Regions from separate parts of the Rattus norvegicus genome. Here all the other regions are linked to region 2. Evidence: chromatin contacts called from public Hi-C data. All regions are on one chromosome and are shown on one strand. Each heading gives the region's core, a stretch centred on a gene start, on an enhancer-like site or on the middle of the called end of the contact. The rest is flanking DNA. Distances are from core to core; before and after follow the strand shown. Region 1 overlaps Fbxw4 (F-box and WD repeat domain containing 4). Region 2 holds the start of Fgf8 (fibroblast growth factor 8). Region 3 holds the start of Poll (DNA polymerase lambda).

Region 1 (4,120 bases), core at 625-3,124, 160 kb after region 2:
GATGATGTCTGAGGGACTGTATGCACGAGAGAGAGGTAGGGAAAGCCAGCAAGAGTGGATGGCAGAGCAGGCAGGCCCAATCCTTCTGTCCTGACCTCAGTTTACCAGGTGCAGCCTGAGCCTTGGCTTATTCACCTGAGAAGTGGTGTGGAGAGACCTGGGCCCATTCCAAGGACTACATGAGCCAGTGTATATGGAGATGCAGTGTAGCACCTCCCAGACACAGTGGCTCAACCATGGCAGCCGCTATCAAGGCAGCAGCTCCTCTGCCACCCAAAATCTATACAGCCATTTGCATTTCTCTCATGACCAGGCTGGTGTGCAGCATAGCCTATCTCCTGGGTTGTTTCCTTGGTGTGCAATGTGAAGGCATTTCCTGTAGCTTTGGCTTCTTTATTCATAACCTGAGGGCCATTCTGAGACGACCACTCTGCCCCACAGCCTCATAGTGCTCTATGGCAGGTAGGAATGTGCAGCCACAGGCCCCTGTGGGCAGGATGCTGGAGACTGACATGTCCCCTCACTGCCAAGCCTCATCACCTCCATCATTGCCTGTCACAATCCTGTCACTAACTGAAGAATCACTCACTCCCCTTACCCAAAATGCCAATTTTCCTCATAGAAAGTTCTCTTTTCTTCTGTTTTTCTCTGTTAGTTGAGTATAAATTTAGACTTCTCTCCCTCATGGACTGAACACTCACTGAAAGGAGGGACAGTGGTCCTTTATAGTGCAGCTCACATCTCTGGGATCTCTGCATGGCATTGTGCATATAGAAGATGCCTGATTAACTGTTGAGGGACGGAGAGAAGAGAGAACATTACTTTCTTTAGTGATTGCTGGGCCTGATGTAACTTTCAGGCCATTTGCCCTTAGAGCGAGGAAGTAAATGCTTGTCATGCTTCACTTGTCTTTCCCGAAAAACCAGTTATGGTTCAGGGTAGCACATGCCAGACGGAGTCCTGACACCCAAAGGGAAGCACAGCATCCATGATAGGCTCCAGGGAGCACCACCAGACATCCCAATGTTAGAAGTAGCTGGAAAATGTGAGAGCCACAAGCAGGCATCACTGTGGGCTGGGAGCCTCAGAATACTTCAAGTACAAGAGTCCTGTGGGGGCGTATGGGCCAGGGGTGGTGGCAGCAGCCATGCCTTTAATCCTAGCAGAAGCAAGTGGATCTCTGAGTTAGAATTCTGGTCTACAGAGTGAATTCCAGGTCAGCCAGGGCTATACAGACACACAGACACAGACACAGACACACACAGACACACACACATACACACACACACACACACACACACACACACACACACACACGAGAGGGGGGGGACGGACAGACAGACATCATGGTGTTTGGACTCTGCAGGGTCCAGGTTGGGGGCAGGGAAATGCCTCCGTCAACTTGGCCACAGAGGCTAATGACAATACATTATTTAATTTCTCTTTCTCCTGGTCAGCAGGGTGAGCCAGGCCCAGGAGACCTGCTTTCTGTTTTGAGAGACCCCTCTGGGATGTGGTCCCACTTGGCTGGCTTTTTCCTGCCCAGGTACTAGAGCCTCACAGAGAAAGCTGCAGAGGCTGTGCCAGGGGAACAGGACTCCTTTAGCGTGCATACTTCGCCTTTCTCATTCACCAGACTCACTCTGGCTGCCCCATCTGTCTTTATCTTTCCCTGGGTGGAGGGAGAATTGCTGGAGTCAGGCTCAGGAGGCTGGGGTGTGGAGGTCCCCAGCCCGCAGCAGCTCCTGGAGGCCTCGGCTTTGTCTGCGAGAGCTGGAAGAGAAGGGACTTTTTTGTCTCACTCTCTATAGTGACAAGCACAGTTTTTGCTCCTGTCTTGGCCTGGGGCTCTGAGCTGCAGCCCTGTTCCCACACAAGTTGTGGGACAGCCAAGGCTCTGCGTACACCATCCCCCTTTCCCCCTACAGTGAGAGGCTGAGAAGCATTCTTAACATTCTTTCTAGAGAAAAGGGGTGAAACGTCTGAATTTGGGGGTCACCACGTTATACAAATTGCAATCTAATCGTTTTTACAAGAACACACTTGCAGTGAGAACAGCAGCACAGGAGGGGACAAAGACACAGACTGGAGGGCTATTGTTGACCAGCCCCTTCCTCAACACAACGGCTACACTACAGTTTTCTACATAAATTGGGCCTGGGGTGGGAACCCAAAGGGCCCATGGTGCCATTTCTGTTTGTTTTCCCAAATCAAAGCCCCAGCAGGGCTCCTGTGGCTCCGCTGGGCCACTGTTAGAAGAGGCAGGCATTTCCCAGCGCCTGGTGTGTCAGTCCATGCTCTGAACTTAACCTTGCAGCGCTTTACAACAGAGCTTTGAGGGTCCTGAGCCTCAAGGCCAAAGAAAGTGTATCTTTTTTATTGGTGGTTCAAAGTGTGTGTGGCCACTTGAGAGTCCTAGACAAAGTAAAGTAGAAACTTCCAGGCTAGGCCAAGGGTCTCTCCCAGACCCATTGGGCTGTGCTGTACTGAGGGCTTCTTGGGCAGTGGACGGGATTCAGATTAGCAGTTCTATCTGGATGTGCCTCTCTCATTGCTCACCCACCCCACCAGCAGTGGGTGCCCAGGTCTCATTCTCTCAGAATCCCAGCAACGGGGTGGGCGGCTGGGGCTCCACTGGGCTCCACCCCTACCCACAGTCTTTCATCTTCTATTTCAAACAAACATGAAATTACTTCCACAGATTAAAGGGGAGAGTTCCTCAATCATTCCTTACAGCCTTACTAATGGAGTGGGCAGGCCCCACAATCTGGAAAGGGAGCATCGTGGAGTACAACAGCTCCCACCTGGGGTACACAAACCCAAGTGTACCTTGAGCTAGAGACTCCTCCCACCTCCCATGCCTGTCATGGTGATTGGTGGTTGGTCTGAAAGGCAGGGATTCCCTGGGAGCAAGGCCCAGGTCTGATAGAGACATTGACCTGGGAAGAAAATGTCTACCCCAGGAGTCCCTGGAAGATAACATGTGTTTTTGTTTTGTTTTAGTTGTGTGTTGCTTTTTCAAGACAGGGTTTCTTCCTGGATCTGACTTTGTAACCCAGGCTAGCCTTGAACTCAGAGAGCTCCATCTGCTTCTGCCCCTTGAGTGCTGGGATCCAAGGTGTATGCCACTACCGCCCTGTTACAAGCTTATTTTTATCCCCCATGCCAACACGGGGCCACTGCATACACCAAGAATATCCCTGGGAAGGTGGCTGGGCACAGAGGTGCCAACCTGGGTGTAAGCACTCAGTGGAGAGCTGAGGTGATCCTTAGAAGCCTTCGGTGTTCACAGTGAAAGGCTGAGTAGGTAGAGAGAACCCCAGCCTCCTCCTCCAGTACTTTGCAAGGTGGGGGAGGAGTCTGAGTGGTGGGGACAGCATGGAGCTGAAGTCTATGTTTAGACAATGGCTGGCAGCCTAGCCTGCTTCAAGCCCTCTGCTGATGAGGGCTCAGGCCTCTTACCTGAGCATCTCTGTGATGTCACCATGGCCTTGTTTCTCCTACTAGACCATGAAGGGAGGGCCTTGAAAAGAAGGCTGAGGCGTTGGGCCTAGGGGGTGCCTCTTCTCCGTTGTTCCCCCCAGACATTCTGCAGAAGCTCAATACATCCACCCATCCCCTGGCCACAGGATTAGCTGGTGCACTTGATGTTGAGGGGCAGTTGCTAGGGCCAAGAGGCCCCCCTATGTGGTTGCTAAGGGTCTGGCATGGGGTGAGAGGTCTGCCCACTGCCGCGGTCACGGAGGGAATTACACAGTCACAAAGAAATTGTTCTTCTCAGTAATCTGTTCTCGGCCACCGGGTGGGGTACGGGTGGGGGAGCAGGCTGGAGCCCAGCAGGCTGGGGGCTGTGATCACAGAGGCGTGTTAGCCCTGGGCTGGGGGCCAGAGACCGAGAACACCAGGGACCAGCACACTAAGCTGCTTTCTCAGCTATTTCTGTCCCTGGACACAAAGGTGTTTACTTGTTTTAACATTTCCTAGGACTCTCCTTTCTCCCTTTGTGTGGTCTTTATCCCCAATAAGGTTTGAGCCTGAGATTACAGGCAAGAATTAAGGCACTGGACTCAGACAGCTCAGAACTGCATGACCTACCAGATCAAGGAGTATAAAGTAACCA
Region 2 (4,166 bases), core at 1,230-3,729:
AAAACCCTGACCTGGGACCTTTTCTGAGGGGATGGGGGTGGGGGTGCTGGTGTCTCCTGAGGGCGAGGGAGGTGATTTGCAGATGGGCAGATGGTGAATCAATAAGGTTCAACTCTGGAGGATCCATAACTCAGGTGCTCCACCACACACACACACACACACACACACACACACACACACACACACACACACACACACACTCTCTCTCTCTCCTGGGAGGAACCAGAACCCAGACTCTACTGACAGGCTGCTTCCCTACCTGTGTTTTGTTCCTCAAACTTATTTTCTATTTTTTCCTTTTCTTTTCTTTTTTTCTTTCTTTTTTTTTTTTTTTTTTCCGGAGCTGGGGACTGAACCCAGGACCTTGCGCTTGCTAGGTAAGTGCGCTACCACTGAGCTAAATCTCCAACCACTCAAACTTATTTTCAAAGTGTTGTGTCCATAGTGAAGAGAGGGCTCTTCCTTTACAAGTGGAGCCCGTCCTTTGCTTTCCATCACTCAGTAATAAATTCAAGAATAAACACTCTTATGATCCACATATGAAGTAAATTCTGTGAGCAAACAGACATCATCTCTGCCAGCTTGGAGCAATGCAAAAATAGACAAATAAATAAATAATTAAAGACAAGTCATCCCAAAGGCCCCTCTGCAAAGCACATGGGGAAATAAAAAAGAGGATGGACTTTGCTGAGGACCCTGGAGCCTCTCTAGCCCATTTTCCCCTTCATAGACTCACTTTGGGGGGGGGGGGTGTTGAAAGGAGCTATTACCTGCCAAACTACTGACAAATGCAGGCTACCTTCCGTTGGCAGGTGAAGCTAAGTCTCCTTGAGAAGTCACCGTGGGTGGAAGACAGTCTAAATGCTCAGTCAGGTTGTCCCCATCCATCCATCTAACCAGCACTATCTGCAGAGCAACTCTGCCCCATCCTTGAGCCTGTAAGACAAATCCCTCACCTACTGGTCTGTGTGGATCAAAACAGAAAGGATTTGTGAGGAGAATCAACTCTGGGCTCAGGAAATCTACTTCTCTGAGGAAGGCTGAGCCTGACTCCTAGGAACCCGTGACATGGAAAAAAATATGCGTGTGTGTGTGTGTGTGTGTGTGTGTGTGTGTGTGTGTGTTCGCGCGCGGGGAGTGGGGAAATACGGAATGGAGGAAAGGGGGTGGAAGGCAGAACCAGATGCTTGCCTCTCCTTAGCCTACCAGGACTTCCTAGGGCCACCTCAAACCCCTAGTTCCACTCCAGAGGCACAGAGGGGTCGGTAGAGAGGAGACTGTAGCTGACAGCAGCAGCTGGGTGGCACATCAAGAAGTCACTTGTTCTTCGAAAATACCTGGCCTGAGAAATCTCTGCCTACCCAGGTTGTGCCCACAGAAATAAAATAATGGCTCAGGGTTCCCAGAAGCCCTATGAAGAAAGCAATGAGGTGAGGAGCTTGGAGAGGCTTACAGAAGTCTCTGCCTTCTCACCAGCACTTCCCCTCTTCCAACTGACACAAGACACCAAGGAAAACCTGGAACTCGGAGGGCGAAAGGCTAGGTAGCTTGGCTCCATGCCCTGAATGTTGCTGAATGTAGTTATTTCTTTCTTTCTTTTTTTTTTTTTTTTTCGGAGCTGGGGACCGAACCCAGGGCCTTGCGCTTCCTAGGCAAGCGCTCTACCACTGAGCTAAATCCCCAACCCCGAATGTAGTTATTTCTGCCCCTGCTAATTGCTCAGTTTTTAGGTGGGAAGCAGTGGTTGTGGGTCCTACCACATAGACTCCTCAAGGTTCCTCTCAAGCTTCAGACTAATGGGAGTTGGATGGGGACGAACAGAAGTAAGGCTAAAGGTGATAATGGGGTGGCAAGAGGCTTTTCTCCCTCCCAGAGCCTCTTTGGAAACTGCGAGACAGGAAACCAATAAGGTTGAGTTCTCTGAAAGGTGAAGGCACCGGGTACCAGCGGCGCCCAAAGGACGCTCAGCACCCGGGCCAGTTCACTATGTTAGTTGCCGCTTCCAAGAGGAGCGAGTGAGGCCGAAACACACATTAGGCGACTCAGAGACCTTCGAAGAGGCCAGAGATAAGCAGATCCCGACCCCACGCGGAGAAACAGTTCTACAGGACTCAAGCGTACGGGTCCTCACCAAACATGCTGTCCCAGGCAGCCCCCAGGAGCGCTGGAAGAGACAGGCAAGGGTAGTGGGAGGCGCCCACGCCAGCGGCTCCCGCCCCTCCCGCGGGTCCCTAGACCCCTCCCCTGGGCCAGACCCCCCAATCCCAGCTCTGCCCGCCGCCCCGCCCCGGGCCGCCCCGCCCCCGCCCCGGGCGGCGACCCGGCCCCAGCGCCCAGCCCGGGGTGCGGGCTCCGGCCGCCCGCCCCGCGCTCCCCCCTCGCGGCCGGTGCGGCGCCCCCCGCCCCTGTCCTCCCCCTCCCTCCACACCCTCCCACCCACCCCACAGGCCCGTTACCCTCCCGCCTGCTCCGGCTCCTGAGCAGCCAGCGGCACCGGCTCCGGCAGCGGCGCAGAGGGAATCGGCGCGCGCGGCGAGCACGACATTCCACGGGACCCGCCGAGCCGCGTCGGGATAGCCGCTGGGCTCCCGCACCCCGACCTTCCTCGGCCTCCGCACCTTCGGCCTGTCCCCCCGCGGCTTCCAGTGGGACGGCGTGACCCCGCCCGGGCTCTCGGTGCTCCCGGGGCCGCGCGCCATGGGCAGCCCCCGCTCCGCGCTGAGCTGCCTGTGAGTACCGCGGTCGCCCCCGGGTCCCCGTCTGCCAGCGCTCGCCGAGCCCTCTCCGCTCACCCCGCGCCTCTCTCCTGCCCGCTTTTGTCTCCCACAGGCTGTTGCACTTGCTGGTTCTCTGCCTCCAAGCCCAGGTAAGGAGCGCCGCGCAGAAGCGGGGGCCGGGCGCGGGGGACCCAGCTGACACTCTCGGGCAGGGACACGAGGACCGATCCTTCGGCCAGCGCAGCAGGGCTGGAAAGAACTTTACAAATCCAGCCCCAAACTACCCCGAGGAGGGATCTAAGGAACAGAGAGACAGTGTCCTGCCTAAAGTCACAGAGCGAGTGAGTGGAGAGACTAGAACCCAAGGGTCTTGAGCCCAGCGACTCTCAAAGGCGCGCTAGCCAGTTCGGGTGGGTGGGAAGGCTACCTGTAGCCACACCTGGCCTCCTAAGAAGGCGGGAGCCGGAGTCAGCGGGTGTTCCTTGTCAAGGGTAGTTGGGATGTAGTTGCAGCAACTATCCTCTCCGCTGCTCTCTGGGGAGACGTGTGGCCGGTTTGGGCCAGCGTGTTAACCTAGGCCCTTTACACTCTCAACATTTGCTCCGTAAATTTGTCTTTATAAATGTCACGGGTCGGGTAGCGTTGCCTCGCTACTTAAAAGCACCCTGCTCCTCTAGGAAGGCCCGGGCGGGGGGCCTGCGCTGGGCAGGGAGCCCGCTTCCCTGCTCCGAGCTGGCCGGGAGCCCCAGGGTGTTTCCCAACAGGTGGGTTCAGACTCTCCTCATCCCGGGTTTATCCATCCATCCTGGGTGGGTCTGCGCGACTTCCCCGCGGGGGTTGGTGGCCTGAGCCGGCATGTTGTGGGGATGCCCCCAGTCCCTGCTGGCTGCCTGGCGCGGCGGGAGGGGGGTACAAGGGCAGTGGGGACCAACTCAGGGCCCCTGGGCGGAGTAGCATTATAATGGCGTGCTGTGTATTTTTCAATTTCCTAAAGGTAACTGTTCAGTCCTCACCTAATTTTACACAGCATGTGAGGGAGCAGAGCCTGGTGACGGATCAGCTCAGCCGCCGCCTCATCCGGACCTACCAGCTCTACAGCCGCACCAGCGGGAAGCACGTGCAGGTCCTGGCCAACAAGCGCATCAACGCCATGGCAGAAGACGGAGACCCCTTCGGTAAGGCGCATTCCCCGGACCCTGGAGAGGAGAGGTCGCTGTGAACCTCGCCGCTCCCTGCCAGCCCCAGCTGCAATGGGAGTCCTGCGGGCTCCCCAGCTGAGAAGGGAAGGAGTTAAGGCAAAAAGGTGCCTTGGGGTCAGCTGGAGAGAATAGTGGGGAAGGGACCCTGGGGAGGACGGGGCCAACAGGTGCCCTCTCTTCCCTGCTCCGCAAATGAATGAAACCAGGAGTCTCCCTTACAACCTCCCCCTCTTCACACACCTCTTCCCAG
Region 3 (4,195 bases), core at 811-3,310, 180 kb after region 2:
GTCCTGAGTTCAATTCCCAGCAACCACATGGTGGCTCACAACCATCTATAATGAGATCTGATGCCCTCTCTTGGTGTGTCTGAAGACAGCTACAATGTACTTATATATAATAAGTAAATTTTTAAAAAATGGTTATGACAGTATGTTTTATGTTGTGTGTATGAGTGTGTGTGTGTGTATATATGTGTGTGTAGATATATATTTTTTTAACCACAATAAAAACAAAAACTGGGTCAGACATGATGGCACATGGCTTTTATCTTAACACTAGTGAGGCAGAGGCTGGAGTGACTTCAAGGCTAGCCTGGTCTACAGAGCACATGTTAGACCAGCCAAGACTACACAGTGAGGCCCTGTCTCAAAATAAAAGAAAACGACCACTATCTTGTAAAGTGTGTCCCAAAGCTGCATACCGTGAGATTGCAACTCGCCCCCATCGGTCTGCACCTCTCCATTTCCTTCCGTTTCCTGTTAGAGCCTGCTTTCCCTTCCTCTGGCACGGGACGCCGTGCAGGCAGAGCCTGAATGGTGACTGCTTTCATACCTAACATTCTGCTGTACTCTCTCACACTCCTTTGCCTCTACGTGTGATCCATTCCTCCGCACGTGGTCACTCCTTCACCTCCACTTACCAGGTAACTATTAAAAATTCCTTAGGGGCTGGAAATATCACCTCTCCTGTTTGGTGATTATCCAAGGAGAAAATTATTTTCACCTCCATGCTTTCTTAGCACTTCACATACTATCTCAATCCTGTCTGTCTGTCTTCCTTTTAAACTAGTTTCCTGCCTCAACTCCCCAAGTGCAGAGATGGCAAGCATGGGCTTTCTTTGCCTTTCTAAGATTCCAACCTCTATTTAACACAAATTGATTACGTATTTTTTTCTTGATCATTCGATGGTCCAGGAGACCATAAACCATGGTTGGCTGGTTGGTTGTTTTCTATCTGCCTGGCACAGAATTTGGTACATTACGGTAATGGGCTCCCTAAATGTTGTAGGTAGGAGCAAATGAAACTGACTTTAATTTCCATAAACTTTAGGCATCTGCCTGTGGATGTTAAGTCCCTAGCTGTTAGCTTTAAAGACTCAGGAATTCAGACCCAAGTCATCCTGGCTGCCAAGTGGGTCCGTGAAAGACCTCTGGGGCACAGGGGACTTAAACTGGCCAGTTGCTGGAAAAGCTGACATATCAAACTCCTGTTCCTAGTCATTTAGACCGTAGCCCTCGTTCTATCTCCCCTAAAGATCAAGGAACAATGTGAAATCCACATCATAAACAAAGCACAGTTGGAAAGGACCTTAGAAACAACGGTAGCAGCCCACCCACTTCATTTTATAATAGAAGAAAATGGGGTCCTAACAATTTAAGAGGCCATGGTAAATGAATAGTACAGTTGACCTAAAACCCTGGTGCCTCTCCTTTCTATGCCACTAGGCTGCCATCAATAGGACCCCCAAACTGAGGTGCATGGGGTTCCAGGTCATGAACTATACCTGATTATCTGCAAAACCTGGGTTTGGTCTAAAACCTTCCTGAATTTCAGTTTCCTTGTGGTACAGCCCTGAGGAACGATGATGAATGTACAATGAAATTATTGGGAACAAATACCAACAAAAGTCTCAGCGGGGATGGGATGGTATAAAGAACTCTTGAGGTGGGTGACCAAAGACTTGGGTTCCACTCGGGTCATTTCCCTGGGCCTATTTCCTCTGCAAAAGCAGGAAGCAAGCATGGCTGATGGCTGCTGCGACATTTCCACCTCTGCCCACCCAGGCTGAGGCTGAGGCCCTCCCTGGGCGAGCGGACTCATAGAGCCCGCCCTAGGGGTGAAGAACGAGGGGGCTCGAGTTACCATCCTGCAGCAGTGCCGTCTTCTCGGCCGACCGCAAAATCTCCAGCCAGCTAGTCACCGCCATCTTCCCTCCGCCCAGCAACGCGCCTGGCCACTGCCATGGCAACTACCCGACCGATGATCACTTCCGGATGACCCGGGAAGTATTCTGGGAACAGATTTTTTTTTTTTTCCCCCTTTTTCAATCCTCCTCCTCCCCCAATCCGTTTTCATTGGCTCCCATGGTGAGTTTATTTCTCTTTGCCGGGAGATTCTGGCCTACTTTGGACCGGTCCTGGGGCCGGGTGGAGTGGGGATGCTCCTAGAGCTTTGAGGGACCCAGCACCAGCTCTCTTCTGGCCCCAGCTGGGAGTCCCCGGTTCGTGCCAGCTGCTCGTGCAGTGAGTGGCACATCTGCTCCGGTCTTGCCCACCTCCAGCTGTGAGGGCACCCTCCAGCTGCTGTGGCTGCCCTCCACCTCCCTGCAGCTGCGGGGCTCAGACCCGCGCGAGGAGGCTGCGACAGGGGCAGGTGCACAGCGCACACAGCACTCCCCAGGTTTTCTTCTGCTAATGTACATTGAGGCTAGAGAAAGATGATGTGAGCTTTATGTGACATGTCCTTTAGACTTCAATTCATTGGGGGAGATGAAGACCCTCCTAAAGATGTAGTCCCCATTCCTAGCCCGTTATCATTTTGGAAAAGCCCCTTGGGAGCGGAAGCACAGGCGGATTCTGCGCTGTATCCCTCCCCCACTTAATGTTGTTTCTCTTCCGTCAACTCCCACTCCCACCCCCCACCCCCATCCCCGCAATAATCCCAGACTTTCTATGGCTTCCCTAGTACTATTAAGGTTGAAAGACTGGTGTGTGTGGCGCTCGTATTAAATCACTTAAGTTTAACTGGGGTTTCCGAGACTTCGGAGAAAGGAGTCTGTACCCCCAAGTCCCATCTCTATGCCAAAATAGTCAAGGGGTGGCTCTCGCTCTTGGCTTTCTGTATGACATCTGTCCTTAAACAGAAAGGTCCAGATCCAGCGCACTTCAATGGACCCCCAGGGCATCCTGAAGGCATTTCCCAAGCGAAAGAAAATTCATGCAGATCCATCATCAAACGCACTTGCAAAGATTCCCAAAAGGGAGGCAGGAGATGCTAGAGGTGAGCCCGTCCGCCCCCAGACCTCATATACTGGAATTCTCAGCCTTCCTGTTTTCAGTCAGAATCAGATAGCAGGAATGGCCTTACCTGTGAGGGGCCAAGATCTCTTTGTACATACCTTGTATCAGTTTCGGTTTCTGTCCTTTTCTCTTGTTTAGAGTCTCAATGTAACCTTGACCTTGCTGACAATCACCTTAAGCCCCGATCCTCCTGTCTTGACACTGCCAAGTGCGAGGCTTACAGGTGTGCGGCACCACATTCAGCCGGCACTTTGTCCTTTGATTTTGTTTTTGTTTGTTTTTTTGTTTTTCCGAGGCAGGGTTTCTCTGTGTAGTCCTGGCTGTCCTGGCACTCTGGCTCTATAGACCAGGCTGCCTTCAAACTTGAAAAGCAAAACAAAACAACAAAAAAGGAAGTTTGCTGTATGTTTGTGGTAGAATTCCTTGAAGGCATTTTGTTCACTGGATGGCAGGAAAATGAAGGGAGGTGACTTCAAACAATTCGTTATATCTAAAACTTTCTCAACTCACTGACGTACAACCTGTAATTCCAGCACTTGGAGAGGCAGAATGAATCAGAAACTCAAGGTTATCCTCTGCAACATAGTGAGTTTGAGCTAGCCTAGGCTACATGAGACCCTGTCTCAAATAATAGTGCAATAATAATAATAATAATATTATTATTATTATTATTATTATTATTATTATTATTATATAATGGTAATAGCATTTGCGTATCCTCTTCCCAGGATGGCTGAGCTCCCTGAGGGCCCACATTATGCCCACTGGCATTGGGCGAGCCCGGGCTGAACTCTTTGAGAAGCAGATTATCCAGCATGGTGGCCAGGTGTGCTCTGCCCAGGCCCCAGGAGTCACTCACATTGTGGTGGATGAAGGCATGGACTATGAACGGGCTCTCCGGCTCCTCAGACTGCCCCAGCTGCCCCCTGGTGCTCAGCTGGTGAAGTCAGCCTGGCTGAGCTTGTGTCTACAGGAGAAAAAGCTGACAGACACGGACGGATTCAGCCTTTCCAGCCCTAAGAGGTCGGCTGCCCTTAGCCTTTCTCAGGTGTTTGTTGATAATAACATTTGAGTTTCCATTGAGTTATTAAAAAAACAACTCCTACTTTTTAAGTTGGACATACCAAGGTTTCAGTGTAGAGGAAGACTGGGGACAGAGGCAGGTGAGACGTTTGATATTCTA

Evidence for each region. Hi-C and Micro-C count contacts between places; a contact is called where the count stands out from the background.
Region 1: a contact with region 2 is called in a Hi-C map of Schwann cells, with 5 times the contacts expected there. The contact joins the enhancer-like site here to the promoter of Fgf8 in region 2. A contact is called at or near these places in 10 of 12 Hi-C or Micro-C datasets (the A7r5 cell line, the Rat2 cell line, Schwann cells and 5 more) and 1 of 1 datasets of contacts at active chromatin or transcription factors (oligodendrocytes).
Region 3: a contact with region 2 is called in a Hi-C map of Schwann cells, with 5 times the contacts expected there. The contact joins the promoter of Poll here to the promoter of Fgf8 in region 2. A contact is called at or near these places in 3 of 12 Hi-C or Micro-C datasets (the A7r5 cell line, Schwann cells and psoas muscle).

Annotation. Positions count from the first base shown.
Region 1 is chr1:254,377,650-254,381,769 of GRCr8, reverse strand. The region is part of intron 6 of Fbxw4 (F-box and WD repeat domain containing 4); the gene reads left to right. Among named protein-coding and RNA genes, the nearest start is that of Dpcd, 22 kb to the right of the region's middle. Within about 2 kb of position 1,874, at least 10 of the 93 cell types and tissues checked have an H3K27ac peak or open chromatin away from gene starts, as enhancers often do. A contact at or near this core is called in Schwann cells, where this site is marked.
Region 2 is chr1:254,537,918-254,542,083 of GRCr8, reverse strand. It overlaps Fgf8 (fibroblast growth factor 8), which reads left to right and starts at 2,479. Exons shown (of 5, transcript NM_133286.2): 1 at 2,479-2,729; 2 at 2,830-2,866; 3 at 3,745-3,892. The coding sequence starts at 2,698.
Region 3 is chr1:254,355,554-254,359,748 of GRCr8, reverse strand. It overlaps Poll (DNA polymerase lambda), which reads left to right and starts at 2,060. Exons shown (of 9, transcript NM_001014168.1): 1 at 2,060-2,079; 2 at 2,856-2,992; 3 at 3,741-4,035. The coding sequence starts at 2,881. Dpcd (deleted in primary ciliary dyskinesia) reads right to left here and starts at 1,956. Exons shown (of 6, transcript NM_001398788.1): 1 at 1,856-1,956. The coding sequence starts at 1,919.